Linked DNA regions of Sus scrofa: regions 1, 2, 4 and 5 are each linked to region 3. The links are chromatin contacts, called in public Hi-C and promoter capture Hi-C maps. All regions are on one chromosome and are shown on one strand. The core of a region is the stretch at or near the end of the contact, and the rest is flanking DNA. Distances in the headings are between cores, read along the strand shown.

Evidence for each region. Promoter capture Hi-C pulls out the DNA fragments that hold promoters and counts their contacts. A called contact is a pair of places that touch in the nucleus more often than the background predicts.
Region 1: a contact with region 3 is called in a promoter capture Hi-C map of liver, with 4 times the contacts expected there. The contact joins the promoter of CYB5B here to the promoter of NOB1 in region 3. A contact is called at or near these places in 1 of 5 promoter capture datasets (liver), 2 of 47 Hi-C or Micro-C datasets (embryonic fibroblasts and liver) and 1 of 2 datasets of contacts at active chromatin or transcription factors (alveolar macrophages).
Region 2: a contact with region 3 is called in a promoter capture Hi-C map of fetal liver, with 6 times the contacts expected there. The contact joins the promoter of TERF2 here to the promoter of NOB1 in region 3. A contact is called at or near these places in 4 of 5 promoter capture datasets (fetal liver, fetal skeletal muscle and liver), 21 of 47 Hi-C or Micro-C datasets (blood, embryonic fibroblasts, fetal heart ventricle and 11 more) and 2 of 2 datasets of contacts at active chromatin or transcription factors (alveolar macrophages and skeletal muscle).
Region 4: a Hi-C map of skeletal muscle shows a contact between it and region 3, with 5 times the contacts expected there. The contact joins the promoter of COG8 here to the promoter of NOB1 in region 3. A contact is called at or near these places in 1 of 5 promoter capture datasets (fetal liver), 4 of 47 Hi-C or Micro-C datasets (blood, heart right ventricle, liver and 1 more) and 1 of 2 datasets of contacts at active chromatin or transcription factors (alveolar macrophages).
Region 5: a contact with region 3 is called in a Hi-C map of skeletal muscle, with 9 times the contacts expected there. The contact joins the enhancer-like site here to the promoter of NOB1 in region 3. A contact is called at or near these places in 3 of 5 promoter capture datasets (fetal liver, fetal skeletal muscle and liver), 15 of 47 Hi-C or Micro-C datasets (blood, embryonic fibroblasts, fetal heart ventricle and 8 more) and 1 of 2 datasets of contacts at active chromatin or transcription factors (skeletal muscle).

Annotation. Positions count from the first base shown.
Region 1 is chr6:17,555,368-17,559,965 of Sscrofa11.1, reverse strand. It overlaps CYB5B (cytochrome b5 type B (outer mitochondrial membrane)), which reads left to right and starts at 1,936. Exons shown (of 5, transcript NM_001159592.1): 1 at 1,936-2,151. The coding sequence starts at 1,996.
Region 2 is chr6:17,603,554-17,607,673 of Sscrofa11.1, reverse strand. TERF2 (telomeric repeat-binding factor 2) reads right to left here and starts at 1,926. Exons shown (of 10, transcript XM_003126908.4): 1 at 1,425-1,926; 2 at 1,220-1,315; 3 at 422-552. The coding sequence starts at 1,803.
Region 3 is chr6:17,231,882-17,235,996 of Sscrofa11.1, reverse strand. It overlaps NOB1 (RNA-binding protein NOB1), which reads right to left and starts at 2,134. Exons shown (of 9, transcript XM_003126901.3): 1 at 1,974-2,134; 2 at 1,719-1,851. The coding sequence starts at 2,036.
Region 4 is chr6:17,642,627-17,647,317 of Sscrofa11.1, reverse strand. COG8 (conserved oligomeric Golgi complex subunit 8) reads right to left here and starts at 1,774. Exons shown (of 6, transcript XM_003126905.6): 1 at 1,279-1,774. The coding sequence starts at 1,766. It overlaps NIP7 (NIP7, nucleolar pre-rRNA processing protein), which reads left to right and starts at 1,914. Exons shown (of 5, transcript NM_001048071.1): 1 at 1,914-2,006; 2 at 2,126-2,212; 3 at 2,309-2,447; 4 at 3,244-3,384; 5 at 3,591-4,691. The coding sequence starts at 1,951. The coding sequence ends at 3,710.
Region 5 is chr6:17,585,303-17,589,996 of Sscrofa11.1, reverse strand. No RefSeq gene overlaps it. Among named protein-coding and RNA genes, the nearest start is that of TERF2, 18 kb to the left of the region's middle. Within about 2 kb of position 2,081, at least 26 of the 83 cell types and tissues checked have an H3K27ac peak or open chromatin away from gene starts, as enhancers often do. A contact at or near this core is called in fetal liver, liver, retroperitoneal adipose tissue and 1 more, where this site is marked.

The sequences.
Region 1 (4,598 bases), core at 687-3,186, 320 kb before region 3:
AGGCTAGGAATCGAAACCCCAACCTCATGGTTCCTAGTCGGATTCCTTAACCACTGAGCCACGAGGGAACTCTGGAATCTGCATTTTTAACATAGGCTTCTCAATTGACTCATGCTCACTGGGGTTAAGTGTCAATTATTCATTTACCAAATATATGTCAGAGCTGTGTTCCTTTGCATTTGCTGCAAATCTCTATTGCTGCCACTTAAATTTCTATGTATGTAAATGTTTTTCTGTCTTTCAGAAATTTCTGAAATGGTAATGTGCTTACATACTCTATGGAGATGGAATCACTGGCGCTCAGAATGGTAGCAGAGTTTGTGAAAAAGGTGGAATTTGAGGTGCTTGAAAGGTGAATAGGCAATGGAAGGGTACCTTTCTGGGTTGGAATTTGAGGTGCTTGAAAGGTGAATAGGCAATGGAAGGGTACCTTTCTGGGTTTTTTTTGTTGTTGTTGTCTTTTTGCCATTTCTAGGGCCGCTCCTGCGGCATATGGAGGTTCCCAGGCTAGGGGTTGAATCGGAGCTGTAGCCTCCCGCCTACGCCAGAGCCACAGCAATGCGGGATCCGAGCTGCATCTGCAGCCTACACTACAGCTCATGGCAACGCCAGATCCTTAACCCACTGAGCAAGGGCAGGGACCGAACCCGTAACCTCATGGTTCCTAGTCGGATTCGTTAACCACTGCGCCACGACAGGAACTCCTGTTTTGTTTTTTTTTTTTTTTTTTTTTTTTTTGACCCACAGCTTGCAGCTACTTGATGTGGGACATCAATTCCCAGACCAGGGACTGAATCTGGGCCACAGCAGTGAATGCGCCTGAGTCCTAACAGCTAGATCACCAGGGAACTCCCTGGAAGAGAGGGGATGGAGCTTGTAAGACCCCAGATGTGAATTTTTACTCGTAAGTTTAGGAGTCAGTAGCTGGTGCACAAGGCTTATAAAAGGTGAAAGTGGGTGGGGGTGGACTATGGAGAGTAGGGGAGAGTGACATGATGAAAATGACATTTCACAATAACCAACTTGGCATTTGCAATGGCAGTTAAAAATGAGTAGCTCACTACCCTGCACATTAACCCAACTTGTAATTCCAAAAGGCCAGGACCTCTACCCAGCGACAGTTGAGGCGAATTCTATTTTAGAACACATAGAAACAAAACAGTGTAGTTTGTCCTGATCATTAAAGAATTCATTTAAAATCCAGCCTTAAGATATAGTTGACATGACAAAATCAGATTCTTAGTAGTGGCACAAAGTTAGGTGACTCCATACTGTAACCCCAGTCACTGTCTCAAGGCCTCAGGTCAGTCATTCCGCTTTTTCTAACACCGCCGGTCACTTATGTATTGTTATGTACCAAGCTTTCTGCACTCTCATTTAATCTATAAGGTAGAGATTATGCCCATTTTGCTTGTGAGAAGACTGCCTTAGAGAGACGGGGTTCGCGGGTCACAGCCTGGAGGCTGCAAACTAAAAACGTAAATCTGGGGCAGGAACAGAGAACTGTGCGGATGGTGGGGGGAGAAACGAGCTCCACGTGGCTCAGGAAGGATCCGCCGCGTGGAGAAGGAAATAGGAATGGTGACTCTGCTCCCTCTTTTCAGAATTCTGCGGGGCCCTACGGCGAGTGAAGAGGAAACCTTCTGGCTCTTTGCCTGACTCGTCTGTCAACGTCTCTCTTCGGCGCTTTTCCAAAATCACAGTATTTCATTGGTGAGATTGGAGAGGATGGGTAAATATGATTGGTTAGTTGGACCTCGAACCAGGCCCACGCCCCTAGGATCATGCCAGTAGTGGGCGGGATTTGAAACTGAGTCCCTCGTTTCATTGGTGAAGAGAAAAAGAACCAGGAACTATCCGAGGTCATGATTGGCTGTTGCCAGGAGCCTTATGGGCCTGGTTACGGAAGCCCGGAAGAACTGAGGGCTCTTTCCACCTCGAGGAAGTTAGCGGCGGAAACCGGGTTAGCGGTGGAGAAGAGATATTGGAGACCCAATGGCGACTGTGGAAGCCAGCGGCAGCGATGGGCAAGGGGTCGAGACCTCCGTCACCTATTACCGGTTGGAGGAGGTGGCGAAGCGCAACTCCCCGAAAGAGCTATGGCTGGTTATCCATGGCCGAGTCTACGATGTCACCCGCTTCATGAACGAGGTGAGGCCCGGGAGGTGGGCAGCGAGGGGTGGTCGGGCCCGAAAACGCTGCTAGGGTCGTGTATAGGAGGGAAGTGAGGCCTGGCTGTCTGCGACCAGGCGTACGAAAGCGACCACGAGACGGAGACTGGGGAGGCCTGGTCGGTATGCAATTCTGGTGTCTTCAGTGATATAATGCGCTGCGTGTCACACATCGAGCACTTTCTGTCTGCTAGGCTAAACTCTTGAGTCGTCGTTATCCCCATTTTACAGAAAGGGAAGCAGCCTCACAGATTCTCGTTTAACAGAGCCATTTGAAGGCTCTAGAGCCTTTGCTCCTCGCCCTGTACTTTGTGAAGTAATACCATGTTTGGTCTTCGTTTTCTTAAGAAGCTGAGATTTCTCCCCACCCTCCCATCCCTCCATTATGCCGCCTTTATTTTTTTTTTTCTATTTTGAGTTGACCTTGAGGCCGGAGGTTGTGAGTTGGTTTTTTTTTTTGGCCATTGATTTAGGTCTGTCACCCTCTTTTGTAAAGTCTGTTGTGTCAGGTTCTACAAATTCTCCTTGAGACCCTCCCTGGTATAACTCTTTCTTTCTTAAAGGAAACAGACTTCTCTCTCTCTCTTTTTTTTTTTTTTTTTTTTTTTTTTTTTACTTTTTAGGACCACACTCTCAGCATATGGAGGGTCCCAGGCTAGGGTTGAATCGGAGCTGCAGCTGCTGGCCTACACCACAGCCACTGCAGGATCCAAGCTGCATCTGTGACCTATACCACAGCTCAGGGCAACGCCAGATCCTTAACCCATTGAGCGAGGCCAGGGATGGAACCTGCAACCTCTTGGTTCCTAGTCGGATTCGTTTCTGCTGAGCTGCAACTGGAACTCCCAGACTTCTCATTTTTTTAAACTCTATTTTGAGGTGTGATTTACATAGAGTACATTGTGTTCCTTTAAAGTGTACAGCTTGTTGAGTTTTGAAAAATGTATTCACCCAAGTAATAAATCCGCTCCAGTTAAGAAAACATTTCTAGGAGTTCTCGTCGTGGCACAGTGGAAACGAATCCAACTAGAAACAGTGAGGTTTTGGGTTTGATTCCTGGCCTTGCTCAGAGGGCTAAGGATTGAGCTTTGCCTTATGCTGTGGTGTAGGTTACAGACTCAGCTCCGATCTGGCGTTCCTGTGGCTCTGGCATAGGCCCGCGGCTGCAGCTCAAATTGGACCCCTAGCCTGGGAACCGAAATATGCCACGGGTGCGGCCCTAAAAGACAAAAAAGAAAGAAAGAAAGCATTTCCACTACTCTATTTTTAATTTCCTTTTTTCTCCTTTGTGGTCATTCCCCTCCAAATCCCTGAAGGTTTGGGATATTTGAAATATAAATTAATTAATTAATTTATTTATTTATGGTGTGCATTATTTTGTCTTGATTAATACATTAGTAATCTTGTAAATAATTCCTTGGAAGTTCTTTCATAATATAACCCTATTATAACTGAGAAAAAAGTTCATTTCTATTAGTTCTTTCTCTGAAGTGAATATAAAAAAGGTAAATATTTTTCCTTTTAATTTGGGGCTTGGGAAGAGGAAGCTTTGCATCCTGATTCACAAATCTATAAAAGTTTTTAAAACTTAAGCTTTCCCCAAAAGGACATTTTATTTATTTTATTTTTTAGAGCCATACCTGTGGCATCTGGAAGTTCTCCCAGGCAAAATTTTTTTTTCCCCTTTTTAGGACCACACCTGCAGCATGGGAAATTCTCCCAGACTAGGGGTCAAATTGGAGCTGCAGCTGCTGGCCTGTGCCGCAGACACAGCAGCACCAGATCTGAGCCACCTCTGCAACCTATGCCACAGCTTAACCTATGCGCATCCTCATGGACACTAGTTGGGTTCTTAACCCAATGAGCTACAATGGGAACTCTAGAAGGACGTTAATAAATCTTTCTAGTGGCCAACAAGTTAACTTATTAGAATGTAGTAACTTTTTGCCTCTGTAGGTTGTACAGCATTTTTTGCTTTTAAAAGTTCTTTCCCATTGTTTCAGCCTCAAAATAACTAGTTGTGGAGTTCCCATCGTGGCTGAGCGGTAAACGAACCCGACCAGTATCCATGAGGATGTAGGTTCGATCCCTGGCCTTGCTCAGTGGGTTAACGATCCGGCATTGCCGTGAGCTGTGGTGTAGGCTGGCGGCTGTAGCTTCGATTCATCCCCTAGCCTGGGAACCTCCATATGCCCCAGGTATGGCCCCAAAAAGCAAACAAAAAAACAACTCCCCAAAATCAAAATAACTAGTTGAGAGTGAGTTGGGTAGTAGTGGTTCTTATTTTAATAGCGGTATATTAAACAGGTTCAGCAAGATTTGGGGCAAAGAGTTGATTAGTGTGCAGGGTGTGCTCTAGATAAATCCTTTGACTTCTCTAACCTACACAGCATTATTTCAAAATTTTGGCTTTAGCTGTGTCCTTTG
Region 2 (4,120 bases), core at 677-3,176, 370 kb before region 3:
GACCCAGATTTTCCAAGCTATTTCCAAGCTGTTCTCTTAGTTTATCATAAACAAGGGTGACCAAACCCTAGGCCAGTTATTTCTAGCCTTTCACGATGTTCCTGAATGGTACAACAACCTCCAAAATGTCAGTCTTCAATGCCAACTCACCTCCTGCATACTGTGGCCCCTCCTGCCAGGGATACCAGGAAGACCGCCAAAATCCCAAAAGCTGAGCACTGGCCATTAACAGTTCTTTCCAAGTCTGGGCTAGGAAGGGGTTGCCCAATGAGATAACATCTTTGTGTGTGTTACATGTTTGAGTGTGCACAGTGGCTCTCTGTCCATCTCTGTTTGTCCTCCACCCCACACAGAAAAGATAAGCACTGATTCTCTAAGACCTTTGATTTTTGTTAAAAAAGAAATTAAAATAGAGCCTTACAGCCTCCTTGACCAGTTTTCTACTGGATTCCACCACTGCCTCTGTCAGTGTAAATTCCGTTTTAATCATCTCCAGCACATTGATAGCTGATTCCAGTGGTGTGAGCTCAGCCTCCATATCAAAGGAACAGTCTAGGACAAAGAGCACAGTTTTCACTAACCTATTTTCTAAGGAGCAGAAGAATTATGTCCAAATATATATATATATACATATATATATATATCAAAAAGAAACATGCAAATATAGTTAAGATTTGCATTTAATTTGCTGGTATACTGGCTGCAGACTTACAAACATGTTAACGGTCCAGATTCAAATTAATGAATTTCAAGTGATTTTCAGTAATTTTCAAGACAGGTAAAAAAATTTATTTTTTAACACATTCATCTGCATCTAAATTTCAGCATACTCACATCTTCCTCAGATACAAATGGCCAGAAACTGAAGGCCGTTTTGCTAAACAGCTGTGAGGTTCAATTCCGGGGGAGAAAAAGTGTTCTTTAAAACACACCACTATGGAGGAAAAATGGTCATCTTCACATAACTCACTTCAGATAGCAACAAAGTTGGGGCGAGCAAGAAACAGGTGGGAGGAAATAAAAAAACAGAGAAAAGCAGCCAAGAGAATCCCAACTGTAGAAAACTAGAACTAGAGAATAAACTCATCCTAGAAGGAAAAAGACCACTGTATCGAAACATAGCAGCCCACTTTAATCGTGAATCTTTCAGTCCCGGATGTAAGTTTGAAAACAACATAACCCTAAATAAGCCCAGAAAAGAACATAAAAATAGCCATACCTAAATTCTCCCCTTCTTCAATGCGCGACAGACACTGCATAACCCGCAGCAGCCGAGACACGGTATGCTCCTTCCCCAAGGGCCTGACAAGCAAAGCTAGGAAAGAAGACATCGTTGGCACGGCGACCCCCAGCCCCGACGCTCGGGCCCCGCAGATCTCCTTCCCAGGAGCCCCCCAGCCTCCCTTTCCCGGCTCGGCCCTCACCCTGCATGATGTCCCGGATCTGCCTGAAGTCCTCGTACCGGCTACCCCGAAAGGCCCGCAGCGCCTCGTGGAAGTAGAACTTGAGCACCCAGCGGTTGACTGCCTCCTCCAGCCGCGCCTCCCCCGCGCCCCGCTCCGCGGCGCCCCCCAGCCGCGGCGCGTGGCGCCCCCGCCGAGCCCGCCCGCCGCTGCGGGACGTCCGCCTGCCTGCCGCCCGCCCGCTGCTATCGCTGCTCCCGCCTCCTCCCGCCATCGCGTCCGATCGCCGCGCGCCCTCCCCGCCCTCTCTGCCGGGACGCTTCCCCGACTGTGACGCCGCCGGGTCACGCACGACGCCCGGGCCGGAAGCAGGGCCTGCCGTCCCGGCTCCCGCGGCCATGATACGAACACCGTTCTGAGGCGCCCGCGGGCTTCTGGGAGGGAAAGGACCGGGGGCTCCCTGGCCCCCTCTCCGACTCCGTAGTTCCCGGTGTGTCGGCCGCAGTGCATTCTGGGACTTGAAGTTCACGGCAGCCAGATGGGTTAAACCAACCTAGGTTTGTGGTCAAATGTCAATTTCCCTCCGCTATTTTGTAACACTGTACTGGAGACTCGGGGCTATGTATAAAATATTGAAAAACAAAGGCGTGAAGTGTGTATTAAACATTTTTTAAATCGCGAAATGTAACATAGAGAGGAAACTTTGTTAAACAAGTTTACATTTTACTAAAGTAAAAGGCCAGTGTTAACCCAGTCGAGGTCAAGAAATAGAATATGGCCGGCACCACGAAACCCCTAGACATGTAAGACATATACGTTTTTAAAATTAGAAAAATAGCACATTTTGTTGTAGAACAATTGGAAGAAATAATGCAAAGCTTAACATTTAAGTCAGCCTTATCCCCACATGAAAAAACAAGCTGACATTTAGGTTTATAGCCTTCCAGTGTCTTTTGTATACCTTGTGTGTGTGTTTGTATACACACACAAAAAAACTAGAATTATGTTATATATATATTTTATAGAGCCTTTATTTTGCATTCAGCATCTAGTGGACATCTTTACATGTCACTAAATACTTTTTCTACAGTATCTTTAGCAGCTACATAGCATTCCAATATATGGGTGAAATGAAAGCCTCCTTTATATAAACCACTACTGTAAGGCGTTTAGGCTATTTAAAAATTTTGTAATTCTAGACAATCTAAATGTTAGAAAGATCCTTTTAACTATATCATTGCACAAATTCATAATTATTTCCTTAGAATAATTTCCTTTAAGTAGAACTACTGAGTCGAAGAATACACAGAGGAGTTTCCCTGGTGGCTCAGAGAGTTAAGCATCAGGCATTGCTACTGCTTGTGGCTCAGGTCACTGGTTTGACCCTTGGCCAGAGAAGTTCCGTATACTGCAAGCATAGCCAAGAAAAAAAAAATAGATTACACAGTAGAACAAAGATCAGGACATTCACTCATCAACCTTCCCTTTTACTATTGAACAAAGTGCAGACTCCTTAACATGACTTTTAAAGTCTGAAGAAGTTACCTATTTGCCAACCTCATTTTGGGCTCACTTTTCATATGTGTATGCACAACTTTTATCACTTCCTTTTCATCTACTACTCAGTTTGCTCAGAGCTTCATGTTGTCCATTCCAGCCTAAGGAAACCCTTCCTGTCCTTCAAACCTCACTTGAAGGACATTTCACCCTTTCTTGACTTTCTGAGTTATGTTAAATCCCTTTGGTGCTCCCTCCTTTGCCCCTCCTTCATCCTTCCTCAGCACTTCTGGGGCCACGTACTTTGTCTTCTTGTTTACCTTGCATCCCAGAACCTAGCTCAGGACATGTCACATTTCTTGAGGTTGGATTGAATTGAGTAGGCACATAAGTAAGGCTTTTAATACATGTTGAAAAACTGCCATCAGCAGATTATATTTACTGAAACTTAATTTCACATCCACCAGCAAACTGTATTTACTGAAATAGGGACATTCTTAGGGCTTCCTCACATTTCTTATGTATTTGTGTCATGATTTTCTCAATACGATACAGCAGACCACACAATCTTGTGACTGTGTGGGATACTCTGTCTGTGTTCTTTTCTTCCTTACTATCCCTGTAGATAGACCCGGAGAGGACTTTTTTAAAAAAATCACTTTTTCTCTCTTCTCCAAGTCTCTTTTTGTCCAACCCCAGTTGCAAATCCACTTCCAGCCTTCACTTTGCTGGACATGTTCTTAAAACTTACTTTGCACTTCTGTGATAAGTTTGCCGCATTGACCTTGGAAAGCCTATTCCCCATGTCTCCATTGGTTGTATCATTATCTTTCACATCCACTGTATCTTCCACAGGCAGGGGAATGAGTAAGGGGCATTTCCAAAGGACTGGGTAAGCTTGGCAGGGGTGTAGGAAGGAAGTGGGGACATAAGATGTGAGTCACCTATAGGTGTCTCTGATGACCCATAGGTGTCTCTGGTGACCTATAGGTGTCACCACCCATATCTGGACTAAATAGAGAAACCCCAGTTCTGGTGGGTGGGTGTGCCCCCTCCCTGAGAGGCCCAGTAACTGGTCTAGCTTCAAAGGCTGTTTTACCAGCCCCACCGGACTAGAATCAGCAGAGATCTAGTTTGGAGCCACTAAAGGACAACTCAGGAGGGCAAGTGGCAGCTTCATTGAGGATGTGAAATGACATGCTGGATCCTTGAATGAATTA
Region 3 (4,115 bases), core at 885-3,384:
TCTTAACATTTTAATCCATTTACTGATCCTTTGCTACTCAGAACTGGGACATTTGTATTCTCATCACGATTCATGCCAGGGAGTTCCCTTGTGGCACAATGGGTTAGGATCCGGTGTTGTTGTCACTGCAGGGGCTTGGGTCGCTGATGTAGCACGGGTTTGATCCCTGGCCTGGGAACTTCCACATGCCACGAGTGTGGCAAAAAAAAAAATTAAAATTAAAATTTTAAAAAATAATAATAAGGAATCACAATAAAAACTTAAAAAAAAAAAGATTAATCCTAGCTAGTCATGATGTCCTCATTGACTTGATGGCAAATGAAGGAAAAGAACAGGTTAAAAGTTAGCATAACATCTGCAAATGAGAGTTCCAATTTATCTGGGCTTTGGTGATTACATTAGAATAGAAGGTCTCTTCCCTCCCAGAAATAAAATTCTTTTGATTCTAACAATCCAGATTAATAGACTGGATAATCAGGAGTTCCTGTCATGGCTCAGCAGAAATGAATCTGACTAGTACCCATGAGGACTCGAGTTTGATCCCTGGCCTTGCTCAGTGGGTTAAGGATCCAGCATTGCCCTGAACTGTGGTGTAGGTTGCAGATGGGGTTTGGATCCATCTTTGCTGTGGCTGTGGCTGGCAGCTGCAGCTCCAATTCAACCCCTAGTCTGGGAACCCCTATATGCCACGGGTGCTGCCCTAGAAAGACAAAAAAAAAAAAAAAAAAAAAAGGCAAAGAATGGATGAAAAATATTGGGTGCATTGGGTTGCTTCATATTCAACACATAGTAAAAGCCCGCTGTTGCTACTGTTATTCTCCTGAGACATCAACAATAAACACATAAGAGATTTTCACTTATCAGTAGAAAGATGTCTTTTGCTACACTAGCACAAAAAACATTAAGTATGCTAGTCATGTTTCCTAAAAAAGCATCTCTTAAAAGCAGCTAAAATTTACTGGCACTTACTGTGTACCAGGCATTTTTAAAAAGGCTCTCATTTTATCCCTCAGCCAAATCTTGTATAGAATTTCCTCATAAAGATAAATAATTGGTCAAAGATCATATAGCCAATAAGTTGGAGAAAACTACATAAGTCACAAATAGTTTAGATACCAACAACTCCATCATCAACTTTTAAACCCTAAAAACACTTCCAACCACCCAGGCCCTTTAAAGAGGTGGGATCGTTACCTTTGATTCCCTAACAATAGAAAAACGCTGACTCCTAAGCCAAGCGACAGCTGTTTAGTTTTCTTACAGGGCTAATAACGTAAAGCCTAAAAACTATTCCTTTTTCTGATTTGAGACCAGCCTCCTTATCCAAAACCGTCATCACTCTGATCTACTGGAAAAAAAAAAAAAAGGTGGGGGCAAGAATAAGAGATCTGGCTTCTTTTTTTAACCCCAATACATTTACTGAATGTTTCTACAGCGCTGGATACTGTGCTGAGTGACAGACTCCTCATTTAATGCTCCCAGCAAACTCGTTATTAATTCTGTCTTACAGATGAGGCAAGTGAGGCCTAGAGAGTGAGTGATGTAACTGGCAAGTTCTGGCTGACTCGTTACTCAGAAAACCCCTCTCCCACCACGATCTCCTAGATGGTGCAGTTTCTAGTTCAACTCTGCTTTAGAGACTCCAACCAGCACCAAGTTAGGTCCAGTCAGCAAGCCGGGACCCTGCTTCGCCATCAATACAGGGCAGAGGCACTCACCCAGCCGCACGTATTCCGGGAAGGGCTCCTTGAAACGCAGCTCGTAGGGCAGGACCGCGAGCCTCCTGCGCGTGGCCTTGTCTCGAATCTCGCTAACCACATCCCTAATGGTGTAGATGTTCTTCCCGATGTCCTGCGGGGAGGCCGGCCCGGCTCACATTCGCCCGTACCCATGCAACGCGCTGCCCGATTTCCCGCGCCCCTTTAGGGGCCGCCAGCCCAGATCCCGCTCCTCTCCGCCCAAACCCCCTGTACCTGCAGAGCCGCGTTCTGCAGAAAAGCCCCGGCATCGGCCACAACGTGCTCCACCGGCGCCATCTTGGCCAAGATGGGCCGGAGCGCACATGCGCACGGAGCTCGCACCGCCCCCTCAGTCCCAATCAGGGCCTCTGGAAGCCGAGAAGAACAGAGGCGACTAAGCAGCGTCGCCTGGTGGCCGCGCCCGCATCTTCCGGCTCAGGGTTCCTCGCGCGCATGCGCAATGCTGCCACCAGCCCTGCCACGGGAGTGTGGGCGGGGGCAAGCTTTGGGCCGGTGGAGCGGGAGGAAATGTGCTTTGGTATCCACTCCTTGGCGCTTTTTTTAGGTGTAAAGGCCAGTGAAACTAACAATTTCACTGTTCAGAGTTAATCAATACAGGTGACCTCATTTAAAGATCACAACAACACTAGGTACTAGTTGGTGAGGTATGGAGGTTAACAGTGAAACAAGCCTAATCTGGAGATGTTGTCTTTTCTTTTTCGGCTGCACCCGCACTGCATGAAAGTTCCCGACCAAGGATGGAATCCAGCCGCCTCTTCAACCTATCCCACTGCTAGGTCAACGCTGAATCTTTAACCCAATGTGTCACAGTGGGAACTCCAGAAGCCGCTTTCTTGTCCACTTCTTATCCATTCTGCTGCTGTAACCCACTTCATTTTGAGCGACTTGGAGCCAGGATGTATCATTTACTTAGCTTAATATTCTTTTTTTTTTTTGTCTTTTGTTGTTGTTGTTGCTATTTCTTTTTTTTTCTTTTTTTTTTTTTTTTTTTGTCTTTTTGCTATTTCTTGGGCCGCTTCCGCGGCATATGGAGGTTCCCATGCTAGGGGTCGAATCGGAGCTGTAGCCACTGGCCTACACCAGAGCCACAGCAACGTGGGATCCGAGCCGCGTCTGCAACCTACACCACAGCTCACGGCAACGCTGGATCGTTAACCCACTGAGCAAGGGCAGGGACCGAACCCGCAACCTCATGGTTCCTAGTCGGATTCGTTAACCACTGCGCCACCACGGGAACTCCAGCTTAATATTCTTATCCCACTTACATAAGAAAGGTTCTTAATTCCTTGCTGGACAGCCGAGCAGCACAAGGAACCAGGCAGGACCACGTGGCCCAGCCACATGAAGCATGACTGCAGACTTGCAGTGGGCTCCTGAGCTACTTGATCCTTCTCAGGAACCAGGTCACGCTCTTCCCCCTCATCCTGATCTTCTGGATCGAGTTTAAGTTCCTCTTTTTCCTCAGTGCTGTCAGTGGCCTCTACATCAACAGCCTCATCCACGTCAACAGCCTCACCCATCTTTAGGGGCATCATATAAAATTTAGGCCCCCTTCTGAGGATATCAAATTCTACCAGAAAAGGATGTCAAGTTGGGACTCTTCTAACATGTAACCTTAAAATCTCCACCTTTTAGCTTTTGGATGATCAGACCAGTGGCCCAGGTGCCTATTCAGCTGGTCTGCAGCCCAGAGGCCAGTGGGTGACTCAGTGCCACCAGCTGCACTGGCTTAGCTAAGTTATTAAGATGTTGATTTTACAAGAAGAAACCTATTTTTAAAAAATAATTCCTTGCTCAACTGAACCAAAGGGATATTTCTTAAACTTTTAAATTCCCTTTCAAGTCTGAGATTCCATAATTATGAGATCTGGTCTGTTAGAAATGCCTGCTAGTGAATTTTGACTGGATGATGACTTGAGTTTTCAGTCATCCATTTTCAGTGGTATTGAGTTATTCTATACTTCGTCAAGTCTTTCGTCTTACTCTTGGTTAGTAATTTATCCATCTATCTCCAAAAACTGTTCAGTGCCTGGGAGTCTTTTACAACAATTGCCCCAAACCCCTTTTCCTTTTCCCCGCAAAGTATCTCAACTCTTCTTATCATTCATTCTCTTCAACCTCCAGAGCCAGTGATTCCTGTCCCCACTGCCCCACCTGAAATAGAACAGTTGGAGTCTGTTTCTAATTGTCTAGTTCATCATTATCAAATTTTTTTCTTTTTGTTCCCCAGCATTCTCGGTTCCTCCATAGGTTGTACATTGCTAACCATCTCTGCCTTCTGGACTGTCTCTCTTTGTCTCATGTTGTCGACACATCACTATCCTGGTCACCCTGTACTTCTGATGGCTTGTCACC
Region 4 (4,691 bases), core at 525-3,024, 410 kb before region 3:
TCCCAGAGTAGGGGTTCAATTGGAGTTGCAGCCACTGGCCTACACCACAGCCACAGCAACACCAGATCTGAGCCACGTCTGCGACCTACACCACAGCTCATGGCAACACTGGATCCTTAACCCACTGAGGGAGGCGAGGGATCAAACCTGCGTCCTCATGGATGCTAGTCAGATTCATTTCTACTGAGCCACAATGGCACCTCCAATGACAGCTATTCTTCTTTTCATAATGCCTGCCTAACCTAGAAACTACAACCTTAACCCCAAGTTCCCTCAGCCTCTTAATCTTCTCCTATGCCACTGTCCATCCTTAGTTCCTGCTGCAGTCTCCATTTCTTCCCCATAACTGTAAAGTCCTGCTTTATGAAGCTCCCTGTCTTTTGTAGGGTATTGGAAGAGTACAGAAGCCATGGTCAAATGTGCAAAGACAAAGAAAACTTGAAACTTTTATCATGTGAGGTTGGAAAGCAGAATTTGTGGATTGAGGTTCGAGAGAGGCAGAATATGGCTCGAGGAGATCCTGTCGTGGAGCAGTGGAAAGGAATTCGACTGGTATCCACGAGGACACATGTTTGATCCCTGGCCTCACTCAGTGGGTTGGGGATCCAGAAATGCCGTGATCTGTGGTGTAGGTCGCAGATACAGCTTGGATCTTGCAATGCTGTGGCATAGGCTGGCAGCTGTTATCTCCAATTCGACCCCTAGCCTGGGAACTTCCATATGCTGTGGGTTCAGCCTTAAAAAGGGAGGGGAAAAAAAAAAGAATATGGTTCCGATAGGACGGTTTGTTTGGATTTTTTGGATAATTTTTACTGCCCCCGAATGAGAGGATTTCCTTGGCATTCTCCTATCAATGAAAGTTTTGGAGCCAACGACCCTGGTCCAAGCTACTGTGTGTACCTGTGTGTTGTGTGTATATGTATGAAGGTGACAACTGTAGAGTGTTAATTATGTCAGATCCAATGATAAGTGCTTTGCATGGATTCTCTACTTAGCGCTCACGACAGCCCTACGAGGCTGCTGGGTTCCAATTTTGACTTCGAGACTTACTAGCTGTGCCTTGTGTCAGTCACTAACCTCTGTGTCTCGACTTCCTCATATACAAAATGGGAATAATACCTACCTCGAAGGCTGCTGTGACGTTTAAATGGATTAATAAAATGCTCAGATGAGAGCGTGGCACCTGGTAAGCGCTATCTAAGTGTTAGCTATTTCCCTCATCGTAAATATTAGCTGTCACAGCTCTTAAAAGCCCCTTAAACGCTGGGCCCGCCGCACCTGCAGCTCTGCTGGAAGCTGGGCAAGCGGTCGAGCAGGCGGCCGAGCGACTCCTCCACGTCGCCAAAGAGGCGATGTATGCGCTCGGTGCACTCGGCGCCGCGGATGAAGGTCTTGTAGTTGGCGAAGGCCAAGTCGCGCGTCTGCTGCAGCAGCTGCGCTCGCTCCTCCGCCAGGCGCTCTGGCTCGCGCCGCAGCCGATCCAGCCCCGAGCCGCTCAACTCCCTGAGGTAGCGGCCCACGTCGGGCCGCTCCCGCCACTGGGCCTCTGGGAAGCGGTCCCGGAACAGCGATGCCAGGAGCCCTTCATCCTCCACCTCCCCGAGAGCAGCCGCAGTGGCCGTCGCCGTGGCCGAGGCCGCAGTTGAAGCAGGGATCGTCTCCGTCGCCGCCATCTTCTCAGCAGCGGCGTCCCTTCGCCTCCCGCTCGGCGAGGGCGCTGGCTCGGAATCCAGGACCGGAAGCAACGCCGCACTTCCGGTCTCCATGGCGCCTCACCCGGCCGGCTTGCATTCCCCGCTGGTCCTCCAAGGCCGCGGGGCGCTCGCGTGACGAACCACGCGAAGGCAGCTAGAGAGGCCGGATTTGAGGTTGCCAAGGAGAGGCGGGAGGCTGGCCTTCCGTTTCCGGCGACTGAGGCACGAGGATCCGGTGTTCCAGCCCAGCGGGAAAATGCGGCCTCTGACTGAAGAGGAGACGCGTGTAATGTTTGAGAAGATAGCAAAATAGTAAGAACGCCCGGGGCAGATGAGGGAGTGCGTGCATGGCGGGGAGGGCTGTGGGTAGAGCGGGGCCGCGGGGCCGGGACGAGTCCGGGCGCAGCCTCCAGCCTCTTTTCTGCTTTCAGCATCGGGGAGAATCTTCAGCTGCTGGTTGACAGGCCCGACGGCACCTACTGTTTCAGGCTGCACAACGACCGGGTTTACTATGTGAGGTGAGGCGGGGCTGGGTAGGCAGCATGGACCCGGGTGGAGGCCTGGGTCCCACCAGCCTCCCTTATCTGACACCTCCTTCTTCCTTACCCTTTCAGTGAAAAGATCTTAAAATTGGCCGCTAATATCTCTGGTGACAAGCTGATGTCGCTGGGAACGTGCTTTGGAAAATTCACGAAGACCCACAAGTTTCGGTTGCACATCACAGCTCTGGATTACTTAGCACCTTATGCCAAGGTTTGTGGGGAGTGGTTTTCAGCCCGCTTCTAGGGATGGGGGCGGTCTAGGCTGAGGGCCACATCAGACTGCAGATAATTGGGCACCTGCGTTAGTCCCTGAGGGTGCCTAGGATCAGTGCCAGCACCTGGAGATGTTCCTACTTAGATCTTGCTGCTTGGGCGTGGTTGGGGCTGCGTAGTGATTGGAGTAGTATCTCCAGCAAAGTAGAAAAGCCTTTTCTGATCTAGTTCAAGAGGAAAAAGTAAATAGGAGGCTGCGGTGAGGAGCATAGTGGGATCCAGAAAAAGCCGTTAAACTGCCCGTGGGAAAGGTCGATTGTAGAGTTGAAGGAACCTCCTAGCAGTTCTGAACAGTTTGAGGGAAGCATGCCTTTTTCTTTCTTTTCCTTGAAATTTGTATTATGAGATAAAGGAAGTACAGGGATGAAATAAACAGCATGGGGGAGTTCCTGTTGTGGCTCAGCGGTTAAGGAACCCGACCAGTATCCATGAGGATGCACGTTCTATCCCTGGGCTCAGTGGGTTAAGGATTGGACCTTGTGGTGAGCTGTGGTGTAGGTTGCAGAGGCAGCTCAGATCTGACGTTGCTGAGGCAGCTGCAGCTGCAATTTGGCCCCTAGCCTGGATACTTCCATATGCTACGGGTGTGGCCCTAAGAAGACAAAAAAAAGAAAAGAAAAAAAACTTTGTTCATAAAGAAAGAAAAAAATTAACCATAGATTCAGCAGCTAGCTTGTCTGCAGGCATCTAACTATTTTTATTATGTCTCTTGGATGTAATTCTTTGTATTGTAGTATAAAGTGTGGATAAAGCCTGGAGCAGAGCAGTCCTTCCTGTATGGGAACCATGTGCTGAAATCTGGACTTGGTCGAATCACTGAAAATACTTCACAGTACCAGGGAGTTGTGGTGTACTCCATGGCAGACATCCCTTTGGTGAGTACATGTGGTAGCTGTTAAAAAATCAAGTATCTTTTTGTTTAAGAAGGATGTATTTTCAATCTTCACTTGAGAGACTAAGATCTCAGCACCTTTTGAAGTCCTCAAAGAACTATATTTTTTTCATCTGTGTTATTTCCAAATCTTAATGCGTGCTCATCGAATGACTTGAGTGAATCAGTGTCTCTTCTTTTGAATCCCAGGGTTTTGGGGTGGCAGCAAAGTCTACACAAGACTGCAGGAAAGTAGACCCCATGGCGATTGTGGTATTTCATCAAGCAGACATTGGGGAATATGTGCGGCATGAAGAGACATTGACTTAAAACGAAGTCATCGAGAGGACTTAAGGCTGTGTGGAAGGGCCTAGCTTTTCCTGTGTCTGTGTAGGCTCCACCGTCATGGTGAATTTTGTCAACACTGACCTCTTCAGGGACTTCTTAGTTTAACATTCTATCATGGACAAATCCAGGCTGGATTCTTATTATGCAGAAGTGGCTCAAAAATGGAGTTTCGGATCTTTGTGATTGTGACTCAATAGAAATCTGTGTTTTATGTTTGAATCAGAGGGCTTCTTGTTTTGAGTAACAGGTTCTAAATTGTTGGACCCGAGGACAAGAATAGCGTACTTTTGTTATCTATGATAACACTGTTATCCAAACACAAACATAATGGATTTCCTTAATAATTTATTAACACTGTGAAAGATAGATATTGCCATATCAGAATAGTAGACTGTGGGGATTTTACAAATGAAATTTGGATAAAATAGTAAGAGCAGTGTATTCTGTTGCTTTTCTTTATGGTAGGTGCTGTGTGGTATGGAAGAAAAACTTGGATTCAAACACTGCTTCTGACACTTACTAGCTGTATGGCTTTAGATGAGTCGTTAAACTTTAATAAGATTCATTTCCTTCTTTTGTTTTAAAAAAACAGAACTGTCTTTCTAAGCATGGTTTTTAGAATTAGAAATCATGATTGTAAAGTACCTAGTACAGTGCCTGGCAAAACTGAATAAATGGTAAGAATTATTTTTATAATGCTTATACTGAATATTTCTGTTATTAAGAGTAGCATCGTATGACTATAATTTGATATGTTATCCTGGCTTTTACAGGTGGTTTTCTCGATTTTTCTTTTTCTTGAATGGTGTGATTCCAGGCCAAATGTTACTTTTTATCACCTTCGTTTCCTAAAACAACTTCTCTTTTAAGTGTTTTGTTTTAATTGAAATTTTTTATTGAAGTGTAGTTGATTTACAGTAGTTTGTTAGTTTTCAGGTGTACAGCAAAGTGATTTGGGTATAT
Region 5 (4,694 bases), core at 832-3,331, 350 kb before region 3:
GCTGTGGCGTAGGCTGGCGCTACAGCTCCGATTTGACACCTACTCTGGGAACTTCCATATGCTGCAGGTGTGGCCCTAAAAACACCAAAAAAAAAAAAAAAAAAAGGTGGCTGAGGCAGATTGGAGCCTGTCACTACCTGGCTCCAAGACCCTCACCCTTGACCATGGTCCTGTATGAAATGAGAGGGTTCACTTCATCTACTTGTTATGCAGAAGCTGTGAATAGCTGCAGGAGTTGTTGGGTTAAGGAAACAGGGTGAATGATTATTGCGTCACAAACCTCCGTCTAGCTCACATATATTAAGCACTCACTATGTGCTAGTCTCCATCAGAGGCTGGGGAAGGGAGGGAAAGAGTGTCAAGAGATGAATTAGACATGATCGTTGCACTTTAAGAGGCTTCTTGTTTTCGGAGTGAGGAGCTGACAAGTATACAAATAGAGCATGTGAAAAATAATAGGAAAACACAAATAAGAAAGAAGAAATCAGGAGTTCCCATCGTGGTGCCATGGTTAATGAATCCCACTAGGAACCATGAGGTTGCGGGTTCGATCCCTGCCCTTGCTCAGTGGGTTAAGGACCCGGTGTTGCCGTGAGCTGTGGTGTGGGTTGCAGATGCGGCTCTGATCCAGCGTTGCTGTGGCTCTGGCGTAGGCCGGCGGCTACAACTCCAATTTGACCCCTAGCCTTCGAACCTCTATATGCATGGGAGCAGCCCTAGAAAAGGCAAAAAGACAAAAAAAAAAAAAAAAAAAGAAAGAAAGAAAGACAAAATCAAAGCAGCATAGCAGGATGGTTAAATCCATGGGCTGTGGAGTCCAGTTCTTAGCCGTGGGACCTCTAAGCCTCAGTTTTCTCCTCTGTAAAATGGGCATAGCCTTTAGGTATTTGTTGTAAGGGTCAAATGATTTAATGTATTATTTAATTGCTTACCATTGAACCTGGCAGATGGAAAGATTTGTCAAAATGTATTGTTTGGGAGTTCCGTTGTGGCTCAGCTGGTTAAGAACCCAGCATAGTGTCTGTGAGGATGCAGGTTCGATCCCTGGCCTCACTTAGTGGGTTAAGGAGCTGGCATTGCCACAAGCTGTGGCACAGGTCTCGGTTGCGGCTTGGTTCCAGCATTAAGGTGGCTGTGGCATAGGCTGACAGCTCTAGCTCCAATTCGACCCCAACCCAGAAACTTCCATGTGCTGCAAGTGCAGTCCTAAAAAGAGATTTACAAAACAAAGGGATTGTTTGATAAAGCTTAAGCAAAATAAGAATCACATGTACAACTTCCTTTCTGGGATATTGGCGCCCCTTTCTCAAATTTTTCTGAATTCCCCCGCTCTGAGAGACTCACTGCCTTGAGACTTATTCTTTCCCCTGACATGGTTATCTTTTGATCCTATTAAAACGTCTCCAGGAAAGAAGGCTGTGGCAAAGGGGCCGCAGCCCCCCTGCACCACAAGCTTGGGCTGCATCACAGGGACGGGGAGCTGAAACTGGAGGTAGCCCCTCGTGACAGGCAGGCAGATCAGGAGAATAAACCTGGAGTGTCTGTCAGAGAGTGTTTAGGACCCACTGCCCGAGATTTTCATTCTGCTCCAAATTGAGTCTCATTACATCCTTTGCTAATGTTGGAATGTGACTATAATCATAGGAAGAGTTTCCCATGATTTTATCCTACAATCAGTTCCCCTCCCAACACGTGTATTTATTGTTTTCTCTCAAACACTGACTCACCACTGCCTTCATCCTCAGTCAAGGTCACTGCTTTGATATGCTACAGTGGCTGCCCCTTTCAGCCTTGGTGGGGTTGGGGGTGGGGATGGGGTGGGGGGGGTTCTTTCCTCTGAAATCCACTGCCTTCTGACTACTATGCCTAAATGAACACCTTCCTCTCAAACCTGGTAAAAACTCACCTCCTTCTAGAACCTTCCCTGCTGCATTCTTTACTTTTGCACTCCTGTTTGGTGCTACAGATGCGGTTGGGGTCGTTGGACCGTCGCCAGGCAAGTGCCCTTGTGTCTTTGTTCCGTGTGTGCAAGGTCTGGTTCTTCCCATCGGGGGCAGCATGCATCTGTGGAGAGCGCAGGGACTCGGCCACCTGGCGTGCGTTCACATAGCAGCACCACTCGTGAGTTGTCACATTCACTCTGGCTGTCCTTTGTCACCTTGGGACGGCTCCTTTATTCTCGTGTATTGTCATCTTCCGTCCGGGTTTCTCCAGACAGCTAGCTGTCCCTTCCCCACTCGACTTTAGTTCTTCCCAAGAGTGGACAGAGGGCCCTCTTCTGACTTCCCAAAGCACAGCCTAAGACCGTGTGTGTGCCCCACCATTTCCTGCAGTGAAGGGGACGATGACAGGCCCTTCCTCCCTGAATTCCTGTACGAAGGAAATGCGATAGGGCACGATCACAGAACTTGGCCTACAGCAAGTTGTGGCAGATCCTTTAGACTGACGGGTTTGCTCCAAATCCGGCCCGAACTCTTTCTAGCTCCCTTTCTGGAAAAACAAACACTCGCGATATTTCTCAAACTCCCTTGCAGCTCCAGTTTGGTTTGTGATTTAAATTCCACGGGTGTGAGATTTTAGAACTCTGAACTGTGTGGAGGGAGAGGCGGGTGTGAAACATCCATTTGGCTGCGGCTGATCGTGGCAAAGGCAGTGTGATTCTAGAACCAGCAGCTGGGATGACCGCTTAGCAGTTCTGAAGGCTTCTGGGTGGTGGCAGAGGCTTAGGCTGGCTTGTCAAGGAGTCCGCGGTGTAATTTTGGAGGTCATCCCTGGACATTTAGACTAGAGTCTATTTCTTAATTTTCATAGTGATCCTGTGAGCTAGCCATACTCTTGAATAAATCCCTTTTGCTTAACTTAGCACGAGTGAAACCATTGTTTGCCACTAAGAAAACTGAGCAATATTTAAGTTTTCGATAAATGTTAGCTTTCATTATTATTTTAAAACTTTGTTGGAGTTCCCGTCGTGGCTCAGTGGTGAATGAATCCGACTAGGAACCATGAGGTTGCGGGTTTGATCCCTGCCCTTGCTCAGTGGGTTAAGGATCCGGCATTGCCATGACCTGTGGTGTAGGTCACAGTCGCGGCTTGGATCCCACATTGCTGTGCCTCTGGCGTAGGCTGGTGGCTACAGCTCCCATTAGACCCCTAGCCTGGGAACCTCCATATGCTGCGGAACGGCCCAAGAAATGGCAAAAAAAGACTAAATAAATAAATAAATAAAACTTTGCTGAAGACTTGATAATGTCAAGAAAGGACATTTTTACACTAGCAACTGGATAAGACCATGTAAAATAATTTCTAGAGTAGCACTGTGCCAAAGAGCTTTCTCTGATGGTGGAAATGTTCTGTATTTGCCCCCAGTATGGTAGCCACTAGTTATATGTGGCCACTGAGCACGTGAAATGTGGCTACTAGTCACTGAGTTTTTAATTTGTTTTCATTCCCTAATATTTAAAATTACATACGTGCACACTGTTGGTGGTGAGCGTGTTGGACAGCACAGTCTTCGAGTGTCTCAGCCTTACCTTCCAGAAGGGTCATGACAGCCTTCTCTGTCTATAACCAAGAACGTTCATAGGTTCTTCCTCAGTCCCCAGTCTCAGGCCTCGTCTTGCTAATACGCAGAGATGCAATATGCCCACAGCAATGACAACTTTGACATGATAAGCTTAGGGACTCACTGCCCCAAATTCCATTCCAAGATTGCACTTTGGCTTTCTTTTTTTATTTTTATTTTTATTTTTGTCTTTTGTTTTTTTTAGGGCCCCCCCGAGGCACATAGACGTTCCCAGGCTGGAGGTCTAATTGGAGCTACAGCTGCTCGCCTACGCCACAGCCACAGCCACGCCAGATCTGAGCCGCGTTGGTGACCTACACCATGGCTCATGTCAACGCCGGATCCTTAACTCACTGAGGGAGGCCAGGGATGGAAGCCACAACCTCTTGGTTCCTAGTCGGATTTGTTTCTGCTGCACCACCACGGGAACTCCCATTTTGGCTTTTTATTCACAAAACCCAAAAGTTTATGAAAGAGCTTTTGCTAAAATGCAAACTTGTCTTAAGAGGCAAATCTCACCTTGCACTTAGAGAAAGAAAACCATGTATTGTATTAAAATATATATATGTGTGTGTGTATATATGTATTTCCCATAACATCTAAGTGTTGAATTTCCAAAAATATTGGGGTCCTGTGTTAGACAAGGAGTTCTCATACTTTGCTGCATATTGGCATCACTCTAATAAAGTAATTATTTGCCAGACACACTTCAGACCAATCAAATTAGCATTGCGAGAAGTGATGAAAGAAAACCAAAAACTTTATCTGCAACCCTCTAATTTTTTCAAAAAAAGAAGAATGTACTCCTATATTAACTAGTCGTTAAAGGTTAATAAAAATATAAGTACTGATAGGATTTTTAAAGGGATAATTTATTGCGAGATAAGAGAAATAATTATAGACCTGTTACTCAAAGCCAGACATTTTTGTTTTTCCATTTTGGTTGACTAGAGGCTCTTAGGAGACAGTAGTCATAGAGCCGTCATCCAACAACTCTAGGAAGCTTCTGGAATGCAGACATTCACAAAGAGTACAGATTTCAGTCAGGTTCCTCTTCCATAGTGCCCCCTTCACATGTTATGTGAATTCATCCAAATAATAAACCAGGAGTGTTTTGTAGACCTTCCTTCCC